Regions from separate parts of the Mus musculus genome. Here region 2 is linked to region 1. A link is a contact called in public promoter capture Hi-C data. All regions are on one chromosome and are shown on one strand. The core of a region is the stretch at or near the end of the contact, and the rest is flanking DNA. Distances in the headings are between cores, read along the strand shown. Region 1 holds the start of Olfr1367 (olfactory receptor 1367). Region 2 holds the start of Slc17a3 (solute carrier family 17 (sodium phosphate), member 3).

Region 1 (5,989 bases), core at 1,056-3,555:
AAAAAGACCCCAGGAGACTCACTCAAGCTGATTCTTGCATGCCAAACTTAAAATTTGCCTTGTAAAGATATTTGTGATTTAAGCTATGTATCCCATACAATGTTCACACCAATGCCCTTCTCTTTCCGTCCATTCCATTTCCCAACTCCTAGCATCTTGGATTAAAGTTTGGGTTTCTAGCTCCTCTGTCGTACAGCCATGCCTTGCTCCTGTTTGTCACCACTGCCTGGCCCGCTAACGCTATCCCTGTGCAGGTTGCCCTCACCTCACCCCCAGCTTCCCATCTCTTCTCTCCTATCATTCCTCATCGTCCTCTGTAGTAAGTGTTCTTAAGAGCTACTCCACTCTTGTCCTGAAACACATTTGTTTGGTCAGTGCATTTAACATAGTGATCAAGGTTTTGCACATTGTGGTCTTGAGTTGAGTTTTCAACATGGTTTCCCACTATAACCTGTGATAATGCTATCTACACATGTACATTTATCAGGTTGCTAAACTCAGCCATAAAATTAAGCGTGCTTCCCTCAAACCCTTCCCTTCCCTGCAGGAAACTGCTGTGTTTTCATTACTTCAAACACGGGTGTGTGCTTCTGACGTCTGTGGCCATCATTTATAAGCATTAACACTTTCTAGTCCTTGCTATTTTTCATTTTATTAAAGGCCCATAGTCAAGATTTTAAAAATCTGATACCATGAGCTCTCAGTGGAAAAATAAAAACAGTTTTCTCACTCATCACTCATACTGCCTGGTGTTTTCGGGAACAATCACGACTGTGTATAAAGCTCTTCTTTAGGGAATCACTGAGCTATGGGTTGTGGTAGCCCTGTCCTCATTACCTGTCCATTATGATTAATCGACAGGAAAATGTTCTGCAATCCTCCCATGGTCTTCTATCACACATCACAGGGATTCTAGCAACACCATTCAGGTCTGTCACTTCAAAACCAGGTTTTGTTGATGTAACAAAACAATTAAAACAACTTCCATAGACTCGTCCAGTAAACTGAAACACATTTCTCTTGTCACGATAACTTCACATGTAATTTCTTTGGCTAAAGTTTCTTAGGATTAATCCCAACATGTGGTATCTAAATCTCTATCCTAAACTAGGAAATATCTATGTTAATTTTCAAATATATTATCCTTTTTCCTTCGGCTTATCTTTTAAGTGACTCTAAGCTTTTTATGCACATTGAGCATGTTATAAGAAGAATCCTTTTTTATTTATCATGAAAACCTTCTCAATGGGCAAGTAGAATGTTTTCTTTAACATTTATTTTAGAGACATTTTAGGTTAATAGAAAAGTTGAGCAAAGGTACAGAGATTTCCCATAATCCCCTGCCCTCCCTGCATGTGTAGTTTTTCCTTTTTCCCAACCCACAGGACCGTTGGTTGTGATCGGTGAGCCAATACGGATGGATTGATTACTCCAAATCCAGAATTGACATTGGAATTAACCTTTAACACTGTACATCCTGTCCATTTGGACAAGCTCACCTTGGCATGTGCCCATCATTACAGAGAGCTGGAAGCACAGAAGCGATGGAGTAGTTTCACTGTCCTAAAATTTTGGTGTTACAATAATTCTTTCCTGCAGGTAAACTGTTGTGTTTTCATTACTTCAAACACGTGTGTGCGCTTCATTTATAAGTATTGACACTTTCTAGTCTTTGCTCTTTTCCATTTTATTAAAGGCACATAGTCAAGATTTTTAAAATGTAATACCATGAGCTTGCAGTGGAAAAATAAAAACCAACATTCTTACTTATCTCTCACATTTCCTGATAATTCTCATGCTCTCAGTCACTGGCTCAGTCAGGGGTTTTAACTAGTTAAAGCCACTAGTTTTAACATTTTTACAATGTCATCCTTTTTGGAATGACATTCTGTTGGAATACTGAAGTATATACTTTTCTCAAAATTTTTTTTTTCTACTGACAAGTTGTTCTAACTCTAAGAAGTGAGGAGAAAGGAGCTACCACTTTGCCTGAATCCTGATTTGTTCATGTGTTTCAGATGCCTCAATGAGAAATTTCTCCTTAAAAGGGAGTAAGGAGAGGAAAGCAGGCATTATATAGAACAACTTTGTCCCCAGGAAGAGTTTTCCAGACTTTTGAAATGTTACCTATGAATTATTGTTTTATATCACCATTGATGTGATTTCTATGGATGGCATATACCAGCTCTTTCCCTAGGAAAAAATAAGTGTATTTTTTTCTAGTACCTTCATAATTTTTGCCTAGTTGTAATTTTTTAAAATCATCCTTTTCCTCCTTGATTTTATCAGGCCCCTTTCCTTTGAAATGTCAGTGAATCGCATCAGTGCAGATTTCCCAGAAGATTTCATTCTTATGGGCTTTACCAAGTACCCATGGCTGGATCTCCCTCTCTTCTTTGTCCTCCTGACCTCCTACATGTTCACATTGCTGGGAAACATTGCTATTATTTTGGTTTCTCAGCTCGATTCCCAGCTCCAAAGTCCCATGTATTTCTTCCTTACCAGCCTTTCATTTTTGGATCTCTGTTTTACCACTACGACTGTCCCTCAAATGTTGTTTAACTTACAGGGACCCAACAAGAACATCACTTACATAGGCTGCATGGCCCAGGCCTATGTGTTTCATTGGTTAGGCTGTACTGAATGTGTTCTTCTTGGTATCATGGCCTTAGATCGCTATGTGGCTGTGTGCAAGCCTCTGAGGTACTCTGTCATTATGGACCACAGGCTCTGTCTGCAGCTGTCTGGTGCTGCTTGGCTCACTGGCCTGGCTAACTCACTACTACAGTCTACACTTACCATACAGTTGCCCCTGTGTGGGAATCGGATGCTTGACCACTTCTTCTGTGAGCTGCCTGGGCTTATTAAGATGTCTTGTGGGGACACCACAGTCAATGAGGTTACTTTAGCAGTGGTGGCCACATTCTTCATAATGGGTCCCCTCTCCATGATACTTGTATCATATAGTTACATTGCTCAAACTGTATTTCGAATGCCTTCTGCGGCAGGGAGGCTCAAGGCTTTCAACACTTGCTCATCGCACCTGCTGGTGGTGTCTTTATTTTATGGACCAGGGATCTACATCTACATGCAACCCTCAGAGGATGGCTCCCAAGACCTTATCAAGGTCTTGACTCTGTTTTACTGTGTCATCACTCCCATGGCTAATCCATTCATCTATACTCTGAGGAACAAAGATGTCATAGGAGCTTTGAAGAGACTTCTGAGGAAGGCCATTTCAACTAAGGGGATATGAAAAGTGTTTCTTTATTCTTAATTGGAAAGGTCCAACAATAATGTGAAACATCAATCTGTTTTGTCTGAAGGAGGGAACTGTTGACCTAAAATTTGTGATCTCATACTGCAGCTTCTAGAGTGCTTGGATTACAGGTGTATATCACCACACCCAACTTAAATTTTTACATCAAAGCCACCCTCACACCTCCAGTGCCAGGGATGGGTTACATCTCAATGAGTTGTTGACCAAAGGGGTCCCTAGACTGACTCAAACACCACAAGTAATTGTTAAGGCTATTGGTTATCCTTGGTAAGGCCCTGTTAGTGATGATGTCACTTAAGTATATCATAGAGCATGAAAAATTGATCTGGCACCAAACTAGAAGCTTCACTGTTAGAAGGTCCTAGACACACTACAGGAGGAGAAAAGTAATCAATGTCACCAGGCTATAAAACCTGCAATCTACAGCAGCAACGACCTGTAAAAGTACACTGGTGCAGTAGTGGCACTAATAGGAGTAACCAACTATTTTTTTTTTTTAAATTAGATTTAAGGCCTTGCTCCATGATGGAGCCCACACCTGACACTATTAATGAGATCAAGAATCTGCTACTGGATAGATCATAGGCTTAAGAGAAAACCTACCACTATTACTATGCTGAGTGAACACAGCATTACAGGGGTATCAATAACATAGTGCTATGCCCATTTGCTCAACTCTCATCAGAGAAGCTTCTTCTTGCAGTAATTAACACAGAGACTCACAACTGAACAATGTGCAGAGGATGTCTTTGGGACCTGACAGATACCACAGTCCAGTCAGTGTTACACAGCCACACTGCTATTGCAGAGTGAAGATATAGAGAGAGGTGCTTTGAAGGGATGGAGAGGAACTATTTGCCTTTTTAAATTCTACAGGGAGCAATATTCCTGCAATTAAAAAAATGGCTTTGTGGGTGTGTGGTTAATGTGGTCAGCAGATGCAGTCAGGTAAATGAGCAGATCTAATGAGGGAGCAGGGAACCTACTGAAAGTCCCAGCCAGAGCCCTTAGTTGGTTCCACCTCTGGGAACCCTCCCAGCCCCTTGATGACAGCTGTTTGCCCATCTTAATAAAGTTTGTTCTTTCTGCTCTTTTATCTCCATGGCCTTTGCCTCTTGTGTCTCCTGCATCTTCTTCTGTTACTTCACTGTCCAGTCTCCTTTGCTTTCTTTGGGTGCATCTTTCTAGGATGCACAATTCTTTGTCCACCCCACAGAACATACGGCATAATGAAACCCACTATCTATTCTAACCTGAAACATGAATCTTAAAGCTAAATATTGTCTTTTAAAATTTCACTATCATGCCAGATTTGGTGGCTCACAGATGGAATCCCAATGCTTTACCAATCAAAATCAACTGGGGACAGGGTTCCCTCAGTTTCTTATGTGTAGATTCTTGTGCAATTTTGGGGACCAGATTAAAAGAATACAAGCAGCATTAGACCAAATCCACAACAGCCTGTGTCTTCCAACCTCAAGATCTGGATCACAGGTGTGCCCTCCATTTCTGGATTGTAGTTCAGTCCAGAGAAAAAGTCCAAAGCCATTCCTGTTCAACTGCAAATCAAACAATAAGCTTAGCTGGGTGAGATCTTGCCCTGAGATCATCACTCCCTTAATCTGTTTATCTCCTTGATCACAGGACTCCGCTTCATTCACTTCCTGGTGTCTCTTTATTACTTGAACCATACATTTTGTATTTTTTTTTTCTTTTTCAGCTTGCTGTGCTTGATCAAAACACTCTTTTTGAGAGTAAACCAGAGGACAAAGTCTATGCTAGGCGTTTCAGAGCTGTCCTTTGTCAATGCAATTAATCTGAATTTCTTCAACATAACCTTAGGCAGACTTTTCAGACAAGAGCAAAAAAAAAAGCCGTATTCTTCACAAAAGTATCATAAAAACAGTCTTTAGGCTACATACTAACATTTTTCTCCTCTGAAACCTCTTGAGCCAGGCCCCTACAGTTCAAATCACCCTTAACACCAATGTCTTTCATATTCCTATTAGGATGGCCTATCAAGCCCCACTTATAGCATTCCACCACTTTCCAAATCCAAAATTCCCAAATCCACATCTCTCCAAACAAAAATGTGGTCAGGCCCATCACAACAATACCCTGGTCCTGGAGGTCCCAAGATGTTCAAGATGCCCAAGCTTTGGGATATCTCCTGAGTAAAGCAGCCAACAGGTAGTGAAACCAGCCCAAGAGAACAAAGTTTCTTGCTGCTGAATACCAAATCTGCCAACAGTAGTCAACAAGGATGAAAGGAATTGGATATCTGAAGAGTGCTTTGACATTAGACATGAAGAACATGGAGTTTGAGTTTGCCCAGCTTGCTTTCTATCTTGCTTTGGTCCATTATTTCCTCAACATGACATTTTGGAATGGTATTGTATATCCTGCGTGATGTTGGAGGCATGTGATCTGCTTTTATATTTTGATTTCTTTCTTTTTTAAATATTTATTTATTTATTTTATGTATATGAGTACATTGTAGCTATACATATGGTTGTGAGCCACCATGTGGTTGCTGGGATTTGAACTCAGGACCTTCAGAAGAGCAGTCAGTGCTCTTACCTGCTGAGCCATCTCTCCATCCCCCATGTTTTGATTTCTTAAGAGATTACAGTTTAGAGGTTGCATGAACCTCAGAAGAGACTTTAAACTTTGGACTTTTAACGGGGTAGAGAGTGTTATAGACTATGA
Region 2 (6,773 bases), core at 1,925-4,424, 2.5 Mb after region 1:
CACTGTATTACAATCAAGGAGAGGCAGGGAGGGAGGAAGGAGTGAAAGGAAGTGGCCATTATCTCTGGTACTGTGTAGTTTTACAGCTTTGGGGGAATGTTCCTTGGCTACTGGCATACTTCACATTTAAACTGTAAAGTGCACCAGAAGACAGCATGTTTAAGAAAAGAGGTGAGGAATATTCTCAGTGAGGCAGTCCAGCACAAGATTGAACATGGGACTGTAACAGAAAATACAGACATCATTTTGCTCAGTTAATAGGAAACAAAATAACAGAGATGAACTCCCACTAGGAGCAGTATAGCACCAGTACATGACTGGATATTAGATTTATGACTCATGTCCATGACCCAATTTGTCATGGAGAACAAGAGGCAAAATAAGAGTGTAACCTGACCAAGGATGGAGGCAAAAACATTTGCCAGAAATTCTAAAGAGGACTTAGATGCTGAGTAGAGATGACACGCCATTTGGGTTCACGGCTTAGATTCTGAGGTTCCAGGGAATGCCCACTGCCACTGAGCCAAGCCTCTGTGGTGTCCAGCTTCAGCGTACTCCATCTGATCCATGCTGGACTTTGTGAGGTTTAAGCAGAGAGTACACAGAAATTGACCTTCCTCTATCCGGGGTTGGCCTTCAGCCTAGAGATAACCGGCTTCTGTGATTGCCTCAACTGGGCACTGATTTCCTCTGAGATGTTGGTCAGACATGGAGCCATCCTACAGATAATAATTAAGGACAACTGTTCACACACTTAAGGAAAGCATTCCTTGGATACTCAAATCAAAGTGAGGATGTGTGCACTCTATTTGCTCCGAAGATTTTCATGTCAACACAAAGTAGTTTCAAGCTCATCAGAGAAGAAAAGGTGTAATCTCTAAAAGGTGAGTAAAATGATCTAAGTCAAAGAAATATTTCAATTCATACTCAAATGTTTAAAAACTAATTGTACAGGTGAGGCAAAATTGGATTTTTTTTTTCAGTGTAGAAGCATGTTGGGTCTTTTTGTTTATGAAGTCAAACCAAGTACATGGTTAAAACCATGAACATTTTAAAGTAAAGTTAAAAATTAAATTATAAAACTAAGCCACATATTCCAACTTGGTTAATTTAGAATTAGAAATACGTGAATTCTAAAGTTGTTGATTATTTATCCCAGAGTACAGAGTTCTTTAAAAAAGGACTCAGCGAAAAATAATTGACACAGGAGGTAAAACTCCTAAGACTCCATAATGAACTTAGACCTTTCTACCTTTAAATTTCAGATGTGTATATGAGCTGTGTCTGTACTTCTTTCTCTTACAGACAGTGAAAGATTGTATACTATGGAGATCGTATACTACATATGCTTCAGAAAATCCTCATTCCCCAAGGCCCAGACTTCTCAAATTATTAACCTCAATGACACATCCAACAGCTCCAGTCAGGAGCTTCAGTCAGGGCTTCCCATTATGGAGAAGTGGTTTGTCCTCTTACAGCACTTAGAGTCAAACACAAAACCAAAGGAGATGCATTGAGAGCATAAAGCAAGACAGGACTTAAAGCCACAGTGAAGATGAGCTACCAGAAGAGCTCAGTGCACACAGAACCCAGATTCCTTTCTGTGAATGAGTTTGACATCAGTGCTCAGGCTGAGTCATAAGCCTAGGGGCCTCTGAGAGGTAGAGTTTTTTTGTTTTTTGTTTGTTTGTTTGTTTGTTTTTTGCCTATACGAAACAGTGGGTTTGAAGTACCACCTCACCTTTGAGGCAAGGACAAACTCCTTCACGAGCTTGGAAGGCAATGAATCTGTTGTCTACTTCCAAGCTATTGGCAGGATCGTCTAAAGAAATGAACAAGCTTGGCCTCTGGTGTGCTGGTGTGGGTGTTCCGAGCTCAGCCCCTTTGTTGGAAATCAATGTGGAGGTACCTCAAAAAGCTAGACATAGGACTATCATGTGATCAAGCCAGAACATTTCCTGAGAATATTCTCAACAGACTCTATATTCTACTGTAGATTTATTTACTCATTCATGTTTATTGCTTCTCTGTTCACAATCACCAGGAAATGAAAAGGTTTAAAATGTCCCATCACCTGATAAATGTGTAATGATACATGGAAGATTATTCAACCATAAAGAAAAATCAAACTACAAAATTATCAGTTCGGTGCATTTCTCAGCCCTCATCAGGGAAGCTTCTTTTTATAGTATAAGGTGATTAATACAAAGACCCACGGCTTGTCAAAATCTAGGGAGTAAGAGACTGTGGTATGATCAGCTTTAAAAGGGCATCTGTGTCACATTCTTGATCATAAGGCTCAGGAAGCATTGTAGAAGAGGCATCTTAAGCACCAGAGGTAGTGGACATCTACTGCAAAACCTTCTTTGCCAGACAAGACAGCGCTGTTGTACACGTGAGCTCACAGCAGCTGTGGCTGTAAACACAAGACCTGAGCAAGATCCAGCCAGCCAAAATCTCGCCACGGTCAGGGCGGGAGCTCATGAAGTCTCACCCATGGCCGAGGAGCTATTGGCAATTTATGGCTGCTAGCCGGTGAGAGCATCAGTTTTCTTCAGGGATTCAGATTCTAAGATGCTATCCATATTCCATTAGATAGTTCAACACCTATGAACACACAGACAACACTACGTGACTCAGTAGGGAGGAGGAGGAGGAGGAGGAGGAGGAGGAGGAGGAGGAGGAGGAGGAGAAGCAATGAAGAAGCATGAACTTGAGAGGGAAAAGTGACAGTGGGGAATGGGAGGAATTTGTTGGCAAAAATGAGTGAGGTCTGATCACAATGCATCATGTGCATGTATAAAAGTTTTAAGCGGTTACTTAAGTGAGTTAGAAAACTTGCCATTGTACATGGTAACATGTGCAAATTGAGATGTAGGTACGAGCATTGTTTTATGTAGTTTATCAACAAACATAGAAGTAATTAAGACAGGAAAAAAGTCATGGGGAATAAATACTGAATTTATGAGAAGCTTGTGGGTTTTGTCCATTTGATTTGGTTAACAACGTTACTAAATAAGATTATGGCCCACATAGTTCAAAGAAGCAAAAGAAAATTAAAGACCAGACAAAAAAAAGAGGGGGTAAAGTACAAAATGTGTTTAATTTGTAACTTATCCCATTTCAAACCGGAAAAAGGAAATGTCTTTAGAAATACTGCAAGGCAATGTGACTAATAACTGCCTGCAGGTGTCAGACCCAGTAGATCCTTCTGGGGTGCTGGCAAGACACTGGACAAGGACGAAGGCTGTGAAGCTCACAGCTGAAAGCAGGGGGTGCTTCAGCCTGTCATTAATGATTAATAATTGGAGTCATGGAGTGACACAGAATACTGAGTGGTCTGGTAAGAGGTAAGAGAAGCCTGTCCAGAGGAAACACAGGAAGGCCTACCTCAGTCACTAAGTTGGTAAGTCACTTACTTTCATTGGGTAGCCAAAGATCTGCACTGTCCTTGAATACCAGCTGAGGGTTGCTATACATCCCTCCTCCAACTTCAAATGTTCTCCTGCTGACAAAATAAAAACATGTTCATACAATGTAAAAACCTATGTCTACAAAGGCAATGGGGAAGCAAGAGTGAGGAAGACGGAAAAATGGAGGGAGAGGCAAAGGGAAGGGGGAAGGGGGAGAGAAGGGGAAGAAGATAACGGAGGATGGAGAAAGAGAGGGAGAAGGGAGGGGAAAAGAGGGTCCAAGAGGGAGGGGAAAAGGAGGAACATACAGAGACAGCGGGTAAGGAGAGGGAGGAGAAGAAAGAGAGGGAGAGGAGAGACTGGAAACTGAAGAGTTTGTGCTAGATCACCATAGGAATTGGTGGAGACAATAGCAGCTGTGGAGACAGATCCAAGAAACACATACTATAAAGGAATGTTTTTAAAACTTTTACGTAGTCACATAAAATCATGTATGTGTGTAGAAGTGACTTGTCCAGAGAATCAAGGGAGGTAGATCTACCATACCCAACAGAACTTGTTATTTAAAAAAAAAAATTGAATGAGAGAGACAGAGACAGAGACAGACAGAGACAGAGAGAAACAGACAGAGAGAGAATGGTAAGGGGAAAGTCAAAGTGTCTCATGAACAAACATCAGTTCTTTTGCTAATGAGCTCAATGGCCTAGGAGAAGAGAGTCAGTGAGTTTTCTGAGGTCCATGGCCCTGCCTGGGTCCTGAGTCTACAGCAGTGGTTGTAACTACTCTTGTTAGTCTGACAGCTGCTGGGGACATGAAGAACAGTGTGAGCATTGTGAAAACCACTCTAGATAAAATGGTGTTAGCAATCACTTCTTTGCCTGTTACATCATCAATACAAAAAGCACACAGCTCTTACCTTACAGCAAACATGACATTATACTGGAGCCATATTTGAGAGACCATGGTCTGGGAACAGAGATTTAGGTTATGCCAGATGTTCATGTCCCAATATGGAAGCCGTCTCATGAATTTTATAGTTTTATAGAATGACAAAAGTCATAAATCAAGGCAAGTTTAAAATACACTAGAGTCTACATAGAGAGGCAGACACAGCAAGATGGGGAAGTTTTTCTAAGGCCTCAGATGCTACCTGATAAAATTCTTAGACTTTGAATAGGTACAAGCTAGTAGTATCAGTATCAGAATCAGAATCTAGCAGTAACAGTAGCAGTAGCAGTTGTTAGCAATAGCCGTCATCATCGTAATCCTCTTTAAAAATCAATAGATTTCAAAAGGTTATTTATCAGTCATGGAATGTTAGTCCTGACACTAAGTAGAGGTGGGCAAGAAATGGTTGTTGAAGTGGCTAAGTCTATCCGAAATTAAGATAACTGGCCTCTGAACTTATACTATTTCATCCTTTCCACACTATTACAGTTCTAACCAGTGAACCAGACGTTGTAGACTCAGGGGCCTTCCAGGAACTCTCACAGACATTGCGAAGATGTATGCCCTGTCCCACAGAAAGTATTGATCTTTTCCTTAGTCAGCTATGCTTCAGCCATGTGACTACCACAATTTTCTGAAGAAGTGCAGCCTTTCATAATCAAATTCATTCATTGCCCAGATTCTCATCCAGATAAGTTAGGAGACAGAACTATAGCGTAAGAGAAAATAAGGTTACTCTTATGCAAGAATACTGGATTAAGAAAACCAATGAGGTGATATGAACCTTAACCAAATTAAAATGTCTGAGAGGGGACTGGAGAGATGGCTCAGTAATAGAGTGCTTACTGTAGAATGTAAAGACCTTAGTTAACTTTCCAGCACCCACGATGAAAGCTGGGTTCTGTGGCATTTGTTCCTGTAGCAAAGTAGATCAATATGAACCTGTACTGGAACTGGGGAGAGCCTAGCTCCCAAGCCAGAGCTCTTCAAGCATTCTGTAGTGACTCTGATAAATCCAGTGATAAGTAGTTCCAGGCCTTAGCGGCAGGATGCCTATTATATTGAAGTAGGAGATAGTAGCCAGCTGCACCCCACCTTGCTCCCCAGGTAGATGGAATGAGCCTGGTTTTGGCTGCTTGGTACTGACTCTTCAAAGGTCCTCAAATGCATTTTCTTTTAACTAACACCTATGGATTATATATTGTCCTGTTAGACCACAGATCATCTAGCTTGTGCATTCTCTCTCTCTCTCTCTCTCTCTCTCTCTCTCTCAGAAATCAGGCCATACACTCCTCTAGGTCTTTAGGACGAAGAGTTGATAAGAAAATATGCTGCACTGTGCTGTGGCCTTCAGTCCCCCTCTTATTTACAGCTGTGATCAAATCCAGCCCTGCCCCCTACCCCTAACTGACAACATTGAGTTACACTAAGCTTGCCTTCCTGACTTCTGGTCCATATGCCAAGGCAAACTAGATCATGTAGTGTGGGACTTGTTCACCAACTTGAAAGCCCCCTTTAGTGTCTAGAATTGAAGCCCCACTCCTACTGCTATGATGCTCTGTCTCTTCTAATGCTTTCCTACATTAGGGTCTCTCTGTTTCTGTGTCTGTCTGTCTCTCTCTGTCTCTTTGTCTCTTGTCTCTCTCTAACTCTGTCTTTGTCTCTCTCTCTGTCTTTGTCTTTGTGTCTGTCTCTGTCTCTCTGTCTCTGTCTCTCTCTTTCTTTCTCTCTCTCTACATACAGCTCAACTGAAGGGTAATTTCATGTTGGTTCTTTTCTTTTCTATTTTTTCTGAGAAACACTAATTACCCAGAAAGAAAAAAACCACAATGGCCACAGTGGTAGAGATGAGCCCTACAAGTGAGCAGAGTGAGTTCGTCCTAGGTACGCCAGTGAACAAGAAGACCCCTGCCCTGAAAGGTAAACTGTACACAGCTGCTTGCTCACTGGCTTTATGGTGCACTCTTTTCTGTAATGTATTTATATAAAACAATGGATTAGTCATCTTTACATTTTTTATTCTTTTTGTAACACACTTACATTAATGCACACTTCACAATTATGTGAAGGCAGGAAAAACACTCTTAGAAGAATAGTTTTCACAGTTACTTTCTCATCTTTATCTATATGAATTTACTCTTCACAATTGTTAACATCGCTGTTGGCAGACAGCCTCATGTCCCATTCCTTTAATATTTGCTTGCAATAATGCAAACATAATTATTTTGCTTGATTAATGTAACAAATTACATAAATATCCAAAATCAAAGAATTTTTGTAAGCTTAATTTACCAAATATAATGTCACTGCATTTATTCTACACGATTTCTATACAATTCTGTACTGTATTTGCTGTATTTTAACTTGCTAAGCTATCTTTTTCAGTATTGCTTTATAAGATTAACAAAACCT

What was found. Capture Hi-C pulls out chosen DNA fragments and counts their contacts.
Region 2: a contact with region 1 is called in a promoter capture Hi-C map of liver, with 5 times the contacts expected there. The contact joins the promoter of Slc17a3 here to the promoter of Olfr1367 in region 1. A contact is called at or near these places in 1 of 39 promoter capture datasets (hippocampal neurons) and 2 of 9 other capture datasets (adipose tissue and liver).

The regions. Positions count from the first base shown.
Region 1 is chr13:21,344,625-21,350,613 of GRCm38.p6, forward strand. Olfr1367 (olfactory receptor 1367) reads left to right here and starts at 2,306. Exons shown (of 1, transcript NM_146533.1): 1 at 2,306-3,256. The coding sequence starts at 2,306. The coding sequence ends at 3,256.
Region 2 is chr13:23,836,260-23,843,032 of GRCm38.p6, forward strand. It overlaps Slc17a3 (solute carrier family 17 (sodium phosphate), member 3), which reads left to right and starts at 3,175. Exons shown (of 12, transcript NM_001164743.1): 1 at 3,175-3,406.